Linked DNA regions of Mus musculus: region 2 is linked to region 1. The links are chromatin contacts, called in public HiChIP or PLAC-seq maps. All regions are on one chromosome and are shown on one strand. Each heading gives the region's core, a stretch centred on a gene start, on an enhancer-like site or on the middle of the called end of the contact. The rest is flanking DNA. Distances are from core to core; before and after follow the strand shown. Region 1 holds the start of Tut7 (terminal uridylyl transferase 7). Region 2 overlaps Gm35333 (a long non-coding RNA gene).

Region 1 (6,939 bases), core at 130-2,629:
ATCTTCTCACCCATTCCCTCAGCCCCCTCATTCTCTTAATACGTCTACATTGCTTGGTGGTCAGAGTCTGATACATGGAACTTTTACTGTCAGTGACAGGAACTCTCAAGTTATATTCAGAACAGCTACTAGCTGTGGGACCCTAGAGAAAGATGGCTTTCTGGGAAGGCTTGTCTGGCCTCAGTGGGAGAGGATGTGCCTTATGATACCAGGGTTGGGCAATGAAGTGGGGGGGGGACACCCTCTCAGAGGTGAAAGGAGGGGTCCTGGGGAAAGGAAGGGGGAGGGGGGAACCAGGATGCAGCATTTGGAATGTAAATACTTTTTTTTTTTTCCGAGACAGGGTTTCTCTGTGTAGCCCTGGCTGTCTTGGAACTCACTCTGTAGACCAGGCTAGCCTTGAACTCAGAAATCCCCAAACCCACACAGCAAGAGGAAACTGACAAAACAAGTTGGTTGTAGAATATCAACCATTTAGCTATGTCTCTTTTGCTTTTTAAATTTCAATTGTATTCCTTTCTTCCTGAACTAGTAGGATTGAGTTAGTATTTATTTACAGTTTTAAAGACAGTTTCTTGGAATAGCAAAGGCTGTATGCATTCTTCACTTTAAGACTGTTGGCTAAAGAACCCAATGGATTTAAATTTATACTTTGTAGAGGTAGAAATGAAAACTGCCTTATTTTTTCCAGCACTTCTATTCATTAGTTGCTTGAGGCTTTCAAGGCATGTAGGACACTTTAGATAACAATGAATGTTCAATTAGAAAAAAAAAAAGCAACTCTGTGTTGTTTGCTAAGTTTTTGTTTTTTGTTTTTTTGAGACAGGGTTTCTCTGTGTAGACGTAGCTGTCCTGGAACTCACTCTGTAGACCAGGCTGGCCTCGAACTCAGAAATCTGCCTCCCTCCAAGTGGGATTAAAGGCATGTGCCACCACTCTCCGGCTGTTTGCTAGTTCTTAAAGAAAAAAAAAAGTTGAATCTCTTTCTACCCCCAGGTCGAGCTTAATCCAGAGGTTTAGGCCGCTGAACTTCCTTCAAGGTCGTTCACAAGGCCCTCACTGAAACTTGGAGCCACTCGGAATTATAAAAAGACCCAGCTTCCCGAGCAGCCACAGAGGGGCGTCGGGGGAACCCGAAAGCACTGGGCGACGGATCTCGCAGGTAGCTAGGGAGCAACCCCGGACCTCTGCGCCCGCACCCGCGGCGCGCCCCCGGCGCTGGGAGGAACCTGGGCGGCGCGCGCTTCCGGTGCGCGCTTCCGGCCAGCCGCGGAGCGCGGGGCGGGGACACCGCAGTCTTCCAATCGCGCACAATGAGACGGCGCTGAGCGCCGGAAGTGGGGCTGAAGGAAAACACGGTGAGGAGCCGGGCCCGGACAGGAAGCGGCGGGGGACCGCAGCGGCGCTGGTGAGTGCTCCGGGGCGCCGTCTCGTCGCGTCCCTCCGGGACTCGCCTCCGGGCTGGGCCCGTGGGTTCCCCCCGCCCCCAGAAGCGTATCTGCCCGGCCCCGAGGTACGTTGGCGCCGTCCTTCTCCGGCCGCCTCGGCCCGGCTGTGCGCCCGGAGCCCTCGGGTTCGAGTCCGCGTCTTCACTTTGTGTCGGGGCTCCGGCCCTGGTCCGGGGAACCCCGGAACCCTGTCAATGGCCGGGCGCTTCCTGCTTCCTATTCCCCACGGCGGCTTCGTGGCCAGTAGCGCGGAACCGCCTCCTCCTTCGCCTGGGGACTCCGCTGGTGGAAACTGAGGCACACAGGGGTGGGGCAGCCGAATGGGGAAGGAAAAGGAGTGTCATCCTGCGGAGGATTGTGGTTGGTGACGAAACTGGACTTGTCTGGGGCTGGGGACTGAGAAGTCGGGTAAGTCAGCTGGCGTTGTCCCTTGGTCGGAAGCCTGGACCCTTAGAGCGGTACCTTAGTGGGAAGTGCTGTCCCTTCGCCCAGCGGTCGCGCCGGGTTGAAAAGCGAAGCTTAGAGTGGGGGCTGATCGAAACTGAAATCTGCTCACATAGTTTCGGCTACTTTGATACCTAAAAGTAATTGCCAACTTTAAAAAAAAGAAATAGATTTGGGAGTTTTGTAACAGTGTTGACTTAGGATGTTTACTTTGAAGAGAGGTGCTTTCGTTACATAGAAGTTACTTCTTTAGTTTCTGAGACTATAGAAGTGTCTTCAGATTTAGTCTTTGTATTAAATAAGGACCAGTTTTTATGAACACTGTAACTTCTGGAATGCATTAATTATTAGGAATGTGGTAACAATTTAATTTTTAAATGGGGGAAGATAAAGGCTTCAGGGCACCCGTGTGTTACTTTGAGTATTTGGTATGATATTATTTTACAATTTTGTTTTGTTCCCCCCTCCCCCAATGCCTTCTTTCAGGTACAAAGTAAGAAAGTTGAAGTCAAAGACCATGGGAGATACAGCAAAACCTTACTTTGTGAAGCGCACTAAAGACCGTGGAATTATTGATGATGATGATTTCAGAAGGGGCCATCCCCAACAAGATTATTTAATAATGGATGATTATGCTAAAGGCCATAGCAGTAAAATGGAAAAGGGCCTTCCAAAAAAGAAGATATCACCCGGGAACTATGGGAACACCCCCAGGAAAGGACTGTATGGGGTTTCCAGCAATCCATATGCATTTAAAAACCCAATTTACAGTCAGCCTGCTTGGATGAATGATAACCACAAAGATCAAAATAAAAAATGGCTATCTGATGAACTCGCTGGTAATGCAGACAGCTGGAGAGAGTTCAAGCCCGGACCTAGGATTCCTGTCATAAGCCGCTCAAGGAAGGAATCCTTTCAGGAAAGTGACGATGCCTACAGGTGGCAGGAGGGGAGAGGCTGCAGAGCTGTGAGAAGGCTGTTTCAGAAAGACCTCAGCAGCCTAGAAGCCATGTCAGAAATGGAAGCAGGAAGTCCTGGTATGCCTCAAGTCTCTAGACTGTGTGTCTGTGCTATTTTCTTCATCCAAATAAGTGTTGTTCTTTTCAGTCATGAGCCCTTTAATGTGAGTGTGTTAGTGTTTGCAGTATAATTGCGCAGCCTCAACATATTTCATGCATTGGACCATCACAAGCTCCAAGGCAGGTGCAGTACTGTCCCCTAAAAACTAAGCAGAAAAGCCAGGCTCATTTTACTTTAGTAAACACCTTATGGGAGAGGAGGAGGGTGGCCACTTAACCTCAGAGATCATACTCTAATTTCCATAGTCGGCATTATTTTTGTGTACATGATTTTAATTTTAAAATAGGTTCAACATGCACATGACAGTATAAAACTGAAAATATTTACTGTTAAGACAGAGTATAGGCTGTGTATATTACAAAGAGGGAGGGAGGCAGGAGGGATGGAGAGAAGTAGTGACAGGGAAAGAGGAAGTTGTGGGGGAAAAAAGAAACCAAGTTTCCGTTTAACCAAACTAACTGGCACAGGACCCCGAGTAGTTGGAATACAAGCTTGACAACAAAATTTGGGAAATAGAAATTTAGAGAATCGTAATGCAGAGAAAAGCAGTGCTGTTCCCTTTCAGAAGAATCAAAATCTGCTGCTGCTTCATGTAGTCAGGGCTAGCCTTAACTAGATTCACTTGCTTGGACCTCCCAGTGCTAAAACTTCATTTCTAATACATTTTTTAATATTGATACAAAGTGATTGTATTTTTCCAAAATGTGCACATAGATGTTGTAATAACAATTATTTGAAAAAAACAGGAAAAAGTTATTTCTATCTAGTCAGTATATTTGCTGAAGTGAAATAAAGTCGTGAGTTGGATGGAAAGCATGAAAACTGTTTATAGTATGAAATTAGACTTGGAAAAATTGCCCCCTTTTGGAGACAGTGTCTCACTGTGTGGTGCCCTGGTGTGGAATTTGCTCTGTAGACCAGACTGGCTTCACAGTGATCCTTAATGCTTTTTCTTCTGAATTAAGGTTTAAAAGGACCCTGTCTCAAAAGAAAATAAATAAAATAAAATGAACCGTAGCTTTACAAATCTTTGAGCTCGGCAGACTAGAAAGGCTGTTGTGTGGGATTCTGGGGTGATGTGGAGCCACATTTTTGTGAGTTGGGCAGCTGCAGTTTGGAGAGGATGCAATTGTCCAGACTTATTTATGCAGTGCTGGATGGGAGAGTGGGACAGAAATCGAAACTGAAATTGGGGATGCATCCTGTCACCCTGGCCATTACCTCAGTCTGCAGGACCTGGCATCCTGACAAGGGAACAGTGTTCATTGGTGGTTTCTGGGCTTTGGATTTCTCTATTACTTCTTAACGTTTTATGCAGACCTTAAGTGTTTCTATTATGGCATTCATGTAGGTGTGGACATTGTTACCTATATTTGTCTTATGGAAATAAAAAATTAAGATATGTGTGTGTTACATGCCTGCAACCCAGAAAGAACTAGGGAGGTTAAGGCGGGAGGGTGGAAGGTTTGAGGGCAGCCTAGACTACCTAGCAAGTCATTCAGGAGGTGGAGCAGGAGGGTCAGGAGAGCTCCCTAGTGAGCTCTCAGCCAGTCTGGATTTTGTGAATAAAACAAAACAAAAATTAAAAAAAAGAAAGGGGGAAGGGGGGTACTGACCTAACTAAGTGGCTGGGGTACTTTAAATGGTACTTTTAAGATAAGGTGTAAGCCAGGCTGAGAGGTACACCGTTAGTCCCAGAGTGCAAGAGGCAGAGACCGACAGACAGACTTGTGGATTTGAGGCCAACCTGGTCTACTTAGAGATTTCCAGGCTAACCAGGGCTACTTAATGAGACCTTGTCTAAAATCACCACTACTAGTATAATAATGAATTATAGATCAATGTTTTACAGCTAGAAGTATTAAAGGAACCAGTTGTAGAGCAAAAACCTCTTCTACATGTTCTTCCTCAGTTTTAGGAATGACTGGAAAGGTGTCTCAGCAGGAAGTACATTGGCTCTGTGTTTACACTTAATATTTCTGTATAGAGCAGAGTTTCAGGTTGCCAAATGAAGAAATTGATAGTATCCCTTGAAAATCATTATAAAGGAAACCTTAAGATTTTGTATAAGATTGCATACAATAGAGAGGAGTTTAATTTGATGTGTAAATTTGCAGTGCGTGGAAATGGCTCTAAGAAAAATCATTAAAGGGAATAAAATATCTTAATTTTTTCCCCTTGGGACAGGGTCTCATTGTGTAGCTCTGGTGGGCCTCAAATTCTGCATGTCGATGAGGTCACCTCACACCCTGAGTTTCCTCTGCTTCTGCCTCTCTTGTTCTGGGAGTAAAGGGTGCATTACCCTGGCCTGCGATAATAAGTATCACTCAAACTGAGAAGATGTGATAAAATTATATTAAAGTTGATTTTTAAAGCTTTTAAAAGACGGTTTTGTTTTTCTTTTTTTCATTTTGGCATTATTGTCCCTCCCTCAACCCTCAAATGTCCAAGGTTGTAGGTGTAAAGTCTTGGGGGCAATGTCATTAATAGGCTGGCAGGAAATGTCCATTCAAATGTCCTCTGTGACTGGAGTGATGTTCTATTTGCAAATAAGATGTGAGGACTTGGAACACTCACAGCTGAGGGCATGATAGCCCATGTCAGTAGTTAGGGGACCTTCTTGGGCTGTTTTGCTGTCCAAGAGCTGCTCCAGTGAGCTTTTTTCCCAACTTGTCCCTGCAGGCCTTGACAGCCCTGCCTTTCCTTAAGTGTGCCACAGGGGGCTGTTCAGGGATTTCTCCTCACTTTGCATCCTGGACAGAACAAGGCTGTGGTACCTGCCATATCTTAAACTGCATTTTACATCTTTATTTTGCCTTGGCCTTGTACCCTTAGACAAGTTACTTTGTTCTCCGAGAGTGGGGTCAACCTCAGCATTGATGTGGGAAGTGCTACAGGGATCGGAGGAGGTGGGGCACATAAAAGCATTGCCTTTCTTCTGCTATGGAATCGGGTGGCAGTGCTTCCTGTCACTTCCTGTCACTCAGCACTTTGTCCAGCACTCCCTCCCCAAAAGTCACAGTGCTCTCCATCCTCTTACCTCATTGCCCCAGTGCTGTGGCAATAGTGCTGTACTAGTCACAGCAGTTGATTGCTAGTGTTTGAAGGGGGTTTCAACAAGCTGAGGATCGGTCTTAGTGCCAGTGTGCATGATGGGAACAGTCTGCCATTTAGCTAAGTTCTCCGTCTGGCAATGCAGTCTTTATTTTTGTAAGAATTTATTTACTTATTACCTATCTGTTTATTGTTTTTACGTGTACGTACATATGTACCTGCATGGATGCGTCTGTGCACCATCTGTGTGTAGAAGCCTATGGTGGCCAGAAGAGAACATCAAATCTCCTGGAACTCAAGTTTACAGATGGTTGTGAGCCTTCTTACCTGCTGAGCCATCTCTCTAGCCCCCACAGTAGCACTCTGTAGAACTTGGAGTCCTGTACTTCCTTTTCTACCCAGAATTCTTTCCTGCAATTAGCCAATACATTGCAGTTGCTAAGTCACGAGTCCCTCCGAAAGCTGGAGAGAGATTGCCTTATGCAAGACTTCTTCAAATCCTTAATTTATGGAAAGCCAATGAAGACAGTCCCATTTGTGTTTAATAAGAATTGTTAAAATGTTTTACTGCTTTGATTTTTGTGGGCATGTGCATGTGTGGGTGCCTGCATAACAGAACTCAGGTCCTCTGCAGGAGCTCCTTCCACTGAGCCATCTCTTCATCTCCTTCATCAGAATTTTAGCTTGGAAATAAATATCATTTAAGCCCAGCATTACAATTAGCTTCCAGTGTCTTTAGAACCCAACTGGAGTGTCAAGGCTGCTCACCACGGTTTTTAAAGTTTAGTCTCAAAATTGTTATATGCTTCATCGTTTGAAACGTTGTTAGCTTGAGTTTATTCAGTCGTTCTGCAGATTGTAGAACTAATGGGGTTCATGATACATTTATTTAGGGTAGACTCTGGCTTTAACT
Region 2 (6,613 bases), core at 1,612-4,111, 610 kb before region 1:
GGCCAAAGGAGGTGGGAGGCGATGTGGTTCTGAGTCTGGCATAGAGAATGGAGGGAGTGGGAGCTGGGCTAGAATCAGAGGTTTCCTGTCCCCTGGGGAGAGCTACAACGAGCTAAGTCCTTGCATTAGAAAGGACTCCTCTTCCAGGCTACACAGCAGATTTTTTTTTCCCCCAGAAGACCAGAATGGATTAATTCAGACATTCACTGTGTCTTATGCAGCATAGGCCTTGACCTTCTCTCTACAGCGGTGAGGTGAGATGTTCCTAGTTCCAAGTTTGATACCTCACATTCTGGTCCTCAGACATGAGAACTCTGTAAATGTTCTTCCATCTGCTTGTTCACTTTGGACCACTGTTCTCCTTGGTCATTCTTGATCATCTGGATTCAGAACAACTTTAGTCTGACTCCTTGTTTTATAGACAATGACCCACAAGCCCAGTGAGGCACTGCTCTCCCAATCAGGGACTGCCCCAGACTCTTGGCTAGTTTTTTGGCACTCCATGCCTCTCCCTGACCCCTATATTTGGCTCTTCCATTTGAGTGAGCCCCTGCATACTGGTCCCTAACCACTTTCATCTCTGAGTTTATAGAGACTCCAAATACCTGCAGAAAATGATTAATGATCCATTTTATTTCCTGGCATCTCTTAATGCAAAAAGTCTTGGATAGCAACCAATTTAATTTAGACTTTAGAAACTGCCATTTTGTTTCAACCTGGCTTATGTTAATGATATTTTTTAAATGCCTGAAGCTATGAAGCATAAATAAGACCCTCAAATAACATTTTTCCTTTTATAGAGTTGCACAGAATGCAATGTAAAGTTGAAATACACACACACATACACACATATATACAAACATACACATTATATGTATATATATGCATATATATATTCTCTTACAGTTTTGGAAAAAATATATAATATTTCTCTTTTTTCCTTAATTTACTTAAATTTTGAAAACTGATGGCATTTCTTATTAAATTTATAATAAATATTTTTTTATAATTGGATTGTGTTACCTACATTTTATCCTAGAGTTTCCTGGAGTTGAAAATTACCTCTAAAAAGAAATGCTGTGACTAAACTTAGGCTGTGCAGGTTAAAACAAAAAGCTCGTAGGGGATTCTCTGACTGCCAGCTCTCTTTATTTTTATATTTTAAAGATTTATTTTATTATATGTGTATGAGTGTTTTACCTTGCACTCATTTATATGCACCATGTATGTGCATGCTGTACCTTCAGGTGCCAGAAGAGGGTGTCAGATCCTCAAGAACTGTGGCCACAGGTTGCCAAGGTGTGTGGGCACTGGGAACTTAACTTGGGTCCTCTGTAAGAGTGTCAGATGCTCTTAACAGTTGAGCCATCTCCCCCTGCTCTTAATTGTGGCAATCTCTCTTTGGCTCCCTCCAGCTCTTTTTTATAGAATTCATTTCTGAGAGAAAACAGCCATGTTTCAGTTGTGCAGGTGACAAGAGACTGAAAAATTAGGAAGAGATTTTATCTGGGTAGAAAGAATCTATTACAGAACTTTTGATGCAGACTTCCTGTCTCCCCTTTCTCTTCTGCACCATGCAGATGTTTTATGAACTCTATTTGCAGAGATGAAATTGATGTCCAGAAAAACGAACTAAATTCATTTTTGTCTTAGTCAGGGTTTCTATTCCTGCACAAACATCATGACCAAGAAGCAAGTTGGGGAAGAAAAGGTTTATTCAGCTTACACTTCCATACTGCTGCTCATCACCAAAGGAAGTCAGAACTGGAACTCAAGCAGGTCAGGAAGTAGGAGCTGATGCAGAGGCCATGGAAGGATGTTACTTACTGGCTTGTTTCCCCTGGCTTGCTCATCTTGCTTTCTTATAGAACCACCAGCCCAGAGATGACACCACCCACAATGGGCTGGGCCCGCCCCCATTGATCACTAATTGACAAAATGCCTTACAGCTGGATCTCGTGGAGGCATTTCCTCAGGAGAGGCTCCTTTCTCTGTGGTAACTCCAGCTTGTGTCAAGTTGACACACAAAACCAGCCAGTACACCCAGTTAAAATAGAGTAAGTCCTTGTGGCTGTTAAGAGGTAGGAGGACATCCCACCTGGTGTGTCACTTGGATGAGAAGGTAGAGCGCAATGCAGGGAGCCTACCCTGGAACACTGGAATTCACGTCTCAATGTCCACTGTGAGCTTTCGCTTTCCTTTTGTGCGATCAGAAGAGGTCAAAGTGGCACAGGTCAGACCTTTCTCAGCATTGTCACAGAGATTCCCAAGCTGAGAGGCACAAGCCTGGTTCTGTCGTGGTGACTATGGGAAGCTGACATGCTAATAGACTGATTCTAGTGTATGAGTTTCCATTGGCTGCTGTAACAACCAAGATACCTTAACATATCAAAACTTTATTCTCTTACAGTTTTGGAAAACAGAAGTTCAGAGTCAGGGTGTTGTGGGAGGACATCGGTCCTTCCTGAAGGAGCCAGACGTGAACACTCTTCTTGCTTATAGCACTGAGTCACTTCCCACTGTGATTTGTAGCTCCTGCACACACAACGTTCAGCATCCCTGTTCCTATTACCATCTCACTTCTTGTCTTTGTCAAATTTCTCTTTGCTTCCCTCTTTTAAGGATCCCCATGGCTGCAATTTAGGTCCACTAAAATTATTCAGGAAAGACTCCCTGAATATAATCTTAGACACAGACATGTTTTCAAATAACTCACTTTTATATTATGGAAGGTCTCAGGCCATTATTGACCTTACCATTCTAACCCTGAGTTTGTCATGATGTGTCATACGCATATGGGGGTAAAGGGGAAAGCCCGCAGGCAGGGGGCCAGCAGATGAGTGTCTGCTTGCTCACCAGATCTGGGATGAAACGTTATAATCAGACTCTACAGAACAAACGGCTGAAGCGGTGCTTGAGCAACACCAAGTCCCACGGTGACCACAGCACCATGATTGCTGCTGAATTTGTTTATGAGAGGATCGAAAGCAGCCATGTTTGCGAGCTATGGTGGTTTTCACATCCAGGAAGCTATGTAGAAACAGCTGAGGAGAAATGCATTCCCCCAGAGTGTAAACTGACTTTAAGTTCAAACAGACCGCAAGGCATGAACAGTGAAAAAAAAAATCTTCCCAGGGTCAGGACTATGAAATGGTTTTCAAAACGTTCATCATTTGGCCACTTGGGGTCAAAGGAGGATGTCACTGTGATTTTTCTGGCTGATTTTACCCCTGCATTTGTGCTGCTAAGGACACACAAGGAAATGAGAGTATACAGCTGTAATCACTGGACCTTGTGCTGGAGAAGGGTCCTCCTCCTGACTTCATGCACAAGCCATGGGGGAGAGCAGTGGAGATGTCTCATTAGCTCCAAGTTGACAATCCACTTGAGGTTAAAGACCACAGCAGCACACCCTTCAGAAGGCATTCTTGGTCAGACTGGGTCTGCTTTTCTCCTGTGCTCATCAGAGAGGATTCCGGGTGCCCTCTTCACTGTCCTGGAACCCGTGAGAAGTGGCAGTGTCCTGTTGGACATCCAAGCTGTCCATCCCCTGCCTGGTGCTCTCTGTTCAATGACCAGCAGTGACCATGGTGGACCCTGAGGGGCTATGTACTGTGACAGCCTGTTTTGACTAAATCCATGGATGAAGTGTGTCTTCTTTATGTCAAAAACAATCAGCCTAGGGACTCCATTCCAGGACAGAGTATGTAGCAAAACTCATGTGATTCCATGGCATTGAATGGCAGTCTTAGACAAGATTAGTTTCAAGGATATGCTGACTTTTGGACCTTCTATCTCGCCTTAGGGAGAGTGTGTAAATTCTGCTCTATACCTGTCCTTTCTGGACTTGCTTTCCCAAGCACGTGACATTCTGGTCTCCTGTGTAGAGCAGTGTTGTCTTCGTACCTTTACATTGGTCTTGGGATTGATTTGATTACTGTGCCTAGAATAGCAGTAATCAGCTTTATTTGATGATAATTCACTGATTAAATTCATTGAAGCCTTTCAAATATTTAGAAAGTGTTGTAGACCCAACTCAGATGAAATAATCCCTTCTGCTCTCTGTCGTGTGTGGACACTTATTCCTCAATCCAACTGTGTCCAGAGGTGGGACCTTTAGGGAAATATGGAGATCAAGTGTCTGGCCTCAGAAATGGGTCAACGCTGTTTGTGGGAGTGGGTTTGTTGCAAAGCAACTTCAGTCTTCTCCATGGTGGGAAGGCTTGCACCATGTGATTCCCATTGTCAAGGAAAGAAGGAAAAGGACCGCCTCGCCAGATGTGGCTCGTGACCTCTGCCCAGCCTCCAGAGCTGTGAGCCAGACAAACTTGCAACTTTAGGGTTACTCAGCCTGTGGTGGTCTGCCATGACAGAGCATCCTGACAAGGACACCCTCCCCCCTATCCCCCCTTCCAAGCTCTTTGCATGGAGATTAAATTTTATGCTCACCATAGTTAGAGCTTGAGAAGTGCTCATCTGAGGGAACCTTCAAACGGGGGTCCTAATTGTCCTTGCAGTCAAGGTTCTTGCACAGATGCAAGTCTGGGTTAGCAGAATAGCTTTGCAGCAAGTGAGCAGACTTGGTTGCCCATTTCATGGACGAGATCAGGCATGGTCAGCTGCTGCTCAGCGTCTGAGAATGCGCTGCATCTCACAGTTCTAAAGGGTCCAGAGGGAAAATGCCATATGACAGAAGCAAATGCAATCCTTGTAAAGGAAGTATTTCAGAAAGAACCTAAGAGCTGGGAGACAGGAGGTCTCTGAGTCTGACTTCTGCACACAACATGGCCACTGCACTCTTGAATTCAAAGTGGCTCTGTCACCTACACAAGACTGAGCCTGTCAACCTTCCAGTATGAGTGGTAGAGGGACTCATGGCGGCCCACCTCTAGCTGAGGAGTTATTGCTGGAGAGAGGAAGCCATATCTCTTCATTGGTTAAGTTGTTCATGTCCCAGCCAAAAACCCCATATGCAAGTCCATGCAAGCAGCGCTAATGAAATTCAATAGGCTATTCTTAAAGGGTGCAACAAAGATGGCCCATCAGTTAAGAGCACTGGCTGCTCTTCCAGAGGATCATGCTTGACAGCCAGCACTCACATGATGTGCATAGCCCAGTGCCCCACATGATAGTTCACAATTGTCTGTAACTCCAGTTCTAAGGCATCCAGCGCCCTCTTCTGGCCTCCACAGACACTGAGTGAATATGGCGCCTAGTTGTACATTCAGGCACAACATCCATACACATACAATAGATTTTTTAAAAAAAGTTTTTAAAAAGAGAATGAATGTAGGAGGAAAACTTCTTGGTAAGAAGAAAGGGGACAGGAGGCAGAATAAGAGAAGTAGGTATGAATATGATCAAAATTCATTATATACATGTATGAAATTGTCTAAGAATTAATACAATTATTTAATAAAAATGAATGGGTCTCCAACCTTTAACATTTTTATATAATTATCTCAAAAAGGTACTAGAACTGAAGACAGTGGTGTAAAGAGTAAGGCAGCCTCAGAAGCAATGAAGAAAGGAAAGGAGGGAGGGAGGGTGGGAAAGAGAGAGGAAGAGGGAAAGAGGGAAGGCAGGAAAGAAGGAGGGAGAGGTGGAGAGAGGGAGGGAGGTAGAGAAGGAGGGGGGAGAAAGAGAGGGAAGGCAGGAGAGAGGGAGGAAGAGGAGGGAAGGAGGGAGAAAGGGAAGGAAGACAGGAGAGAGGGAGGGAGAGAGGGAGGGAAGAAGGGAGGAAGTTAGGGAAGACAGGAGAGAGGGAGGGAAGGCAGGAGGGGAGGAGAGAGTAAGGGAGGGAGGGAGAAAGGGCAGGAAGGAGAGAGAAAAGGAGGGAAGGAAAGAAGGAGAGAGGGAAGGAGGAAGGGAGAGAGAGTGGTAAGGAGAGAGGGAGGAGATACTTAGATGTCAGTATGAACAGCATTGGCAATCTGTGTCAAAGACAGGGAAGCTTAATGGTCTACTATCTGCTCTTAAAATACTCTATTGACCTACTCTGGTAGCCGCCCCCCACCCCCCAATTATCTTAGCACTCTATTTGTGCTGTACATATTAAGCAGCCTGTTCCTAACCTGGTTCTGACTTCTGAGAGGTTAGGGGTGTAGAGCCCAGGCTACGGAAGTCCATGAGGCTCCCACATCCACTTGGATCATACCATTGTTCCTGTCTTGGCCCTAGGGGACACCTGGCCTTGTTTGTTCCGGAGAACCAGTGGCCACTTTTGACTCACATGCACTGACCTGCTGAAGCATGACAAGTTGAAACATGAGTTGTGGTCAGTCATTAGTTTTCTTCAACTGGTGCATGAAAACCTACGATTTGCGCAACCAAACACCACCAGCAGCAAACAAGCTGGGTGCTGGCAGTCATTGCTGGAAGACTTCACTCCTACTAAGATCTAACCCTGGATCTGACATGGGAATTGCCTCATTCCTCCATTTATCCTGAGAGCAAAACAAAAGGTGGCATTTCTTTCAGCTGCTGTCCCTAAACCACCAGGGCTCGAGAGAGCCCCTGATAGGCTTGTCTGATGGCCTTTCCTCCCTGTCTGTACAAATTAACCCTTAGGTTTTTGTTTCCTTTGGCTTTAGAGGTGCCTCGGGCTGCTGCC

The links. HiChIP or PLAC-seq counts read pairs in DNA pulled down with a chosen protein or histone mark.
Region 2: a contact with region 1 is called in a FOXA1 HiChIP or PLAC-seq map of pancreatic cancer cells. The contact joins the enhancer-like site here to the promoter of Tut7 in region 1. A contact is called at or near these places in 3 of 39 promoter capture datasets (cranial neural crest, maxillary cranial neural crest and second pharyngeal arch cranial neural crest) and 5 of 115 datasets of contacts at active chromatin or transcription factors (craniofacial prominence, embryonic midbrain, kidney and 2 more).

Annotation. Positions count from the first base shown.
Region 1 is chr13:59,817,550-59,824,488 of GRCm38.p6, reverse strand. It overlaps Tut7 (terminal uridylyl transferase 7), which reads left to right and starts at 1,379. Exons shown (of 27, transcript NM_001373962.1): 1 at 1,379-1,856; 2 at 2,379-2,929. The coding sequence starts at 2,410.
Region 2 is chr13:60,427,894-60,434,506 of GRCm38.p6, reverse strand. All of the region lies in intron 1 of Gm35333 (a long non-coding RNA gene), which reads left to right. Among named protein-coding and RNA genes, the nearest start is that of Gm35333, 3.6 kb to the left of the region's middle. Within about 2 kb of position 2,861, at least 31 of the 459 cell types and tissues checked have an H3K27ac peak or open chromatin away from gene starts, as enhancers often do. A contact at or near this core is called in pancreatic cancer cells, where this site is marked.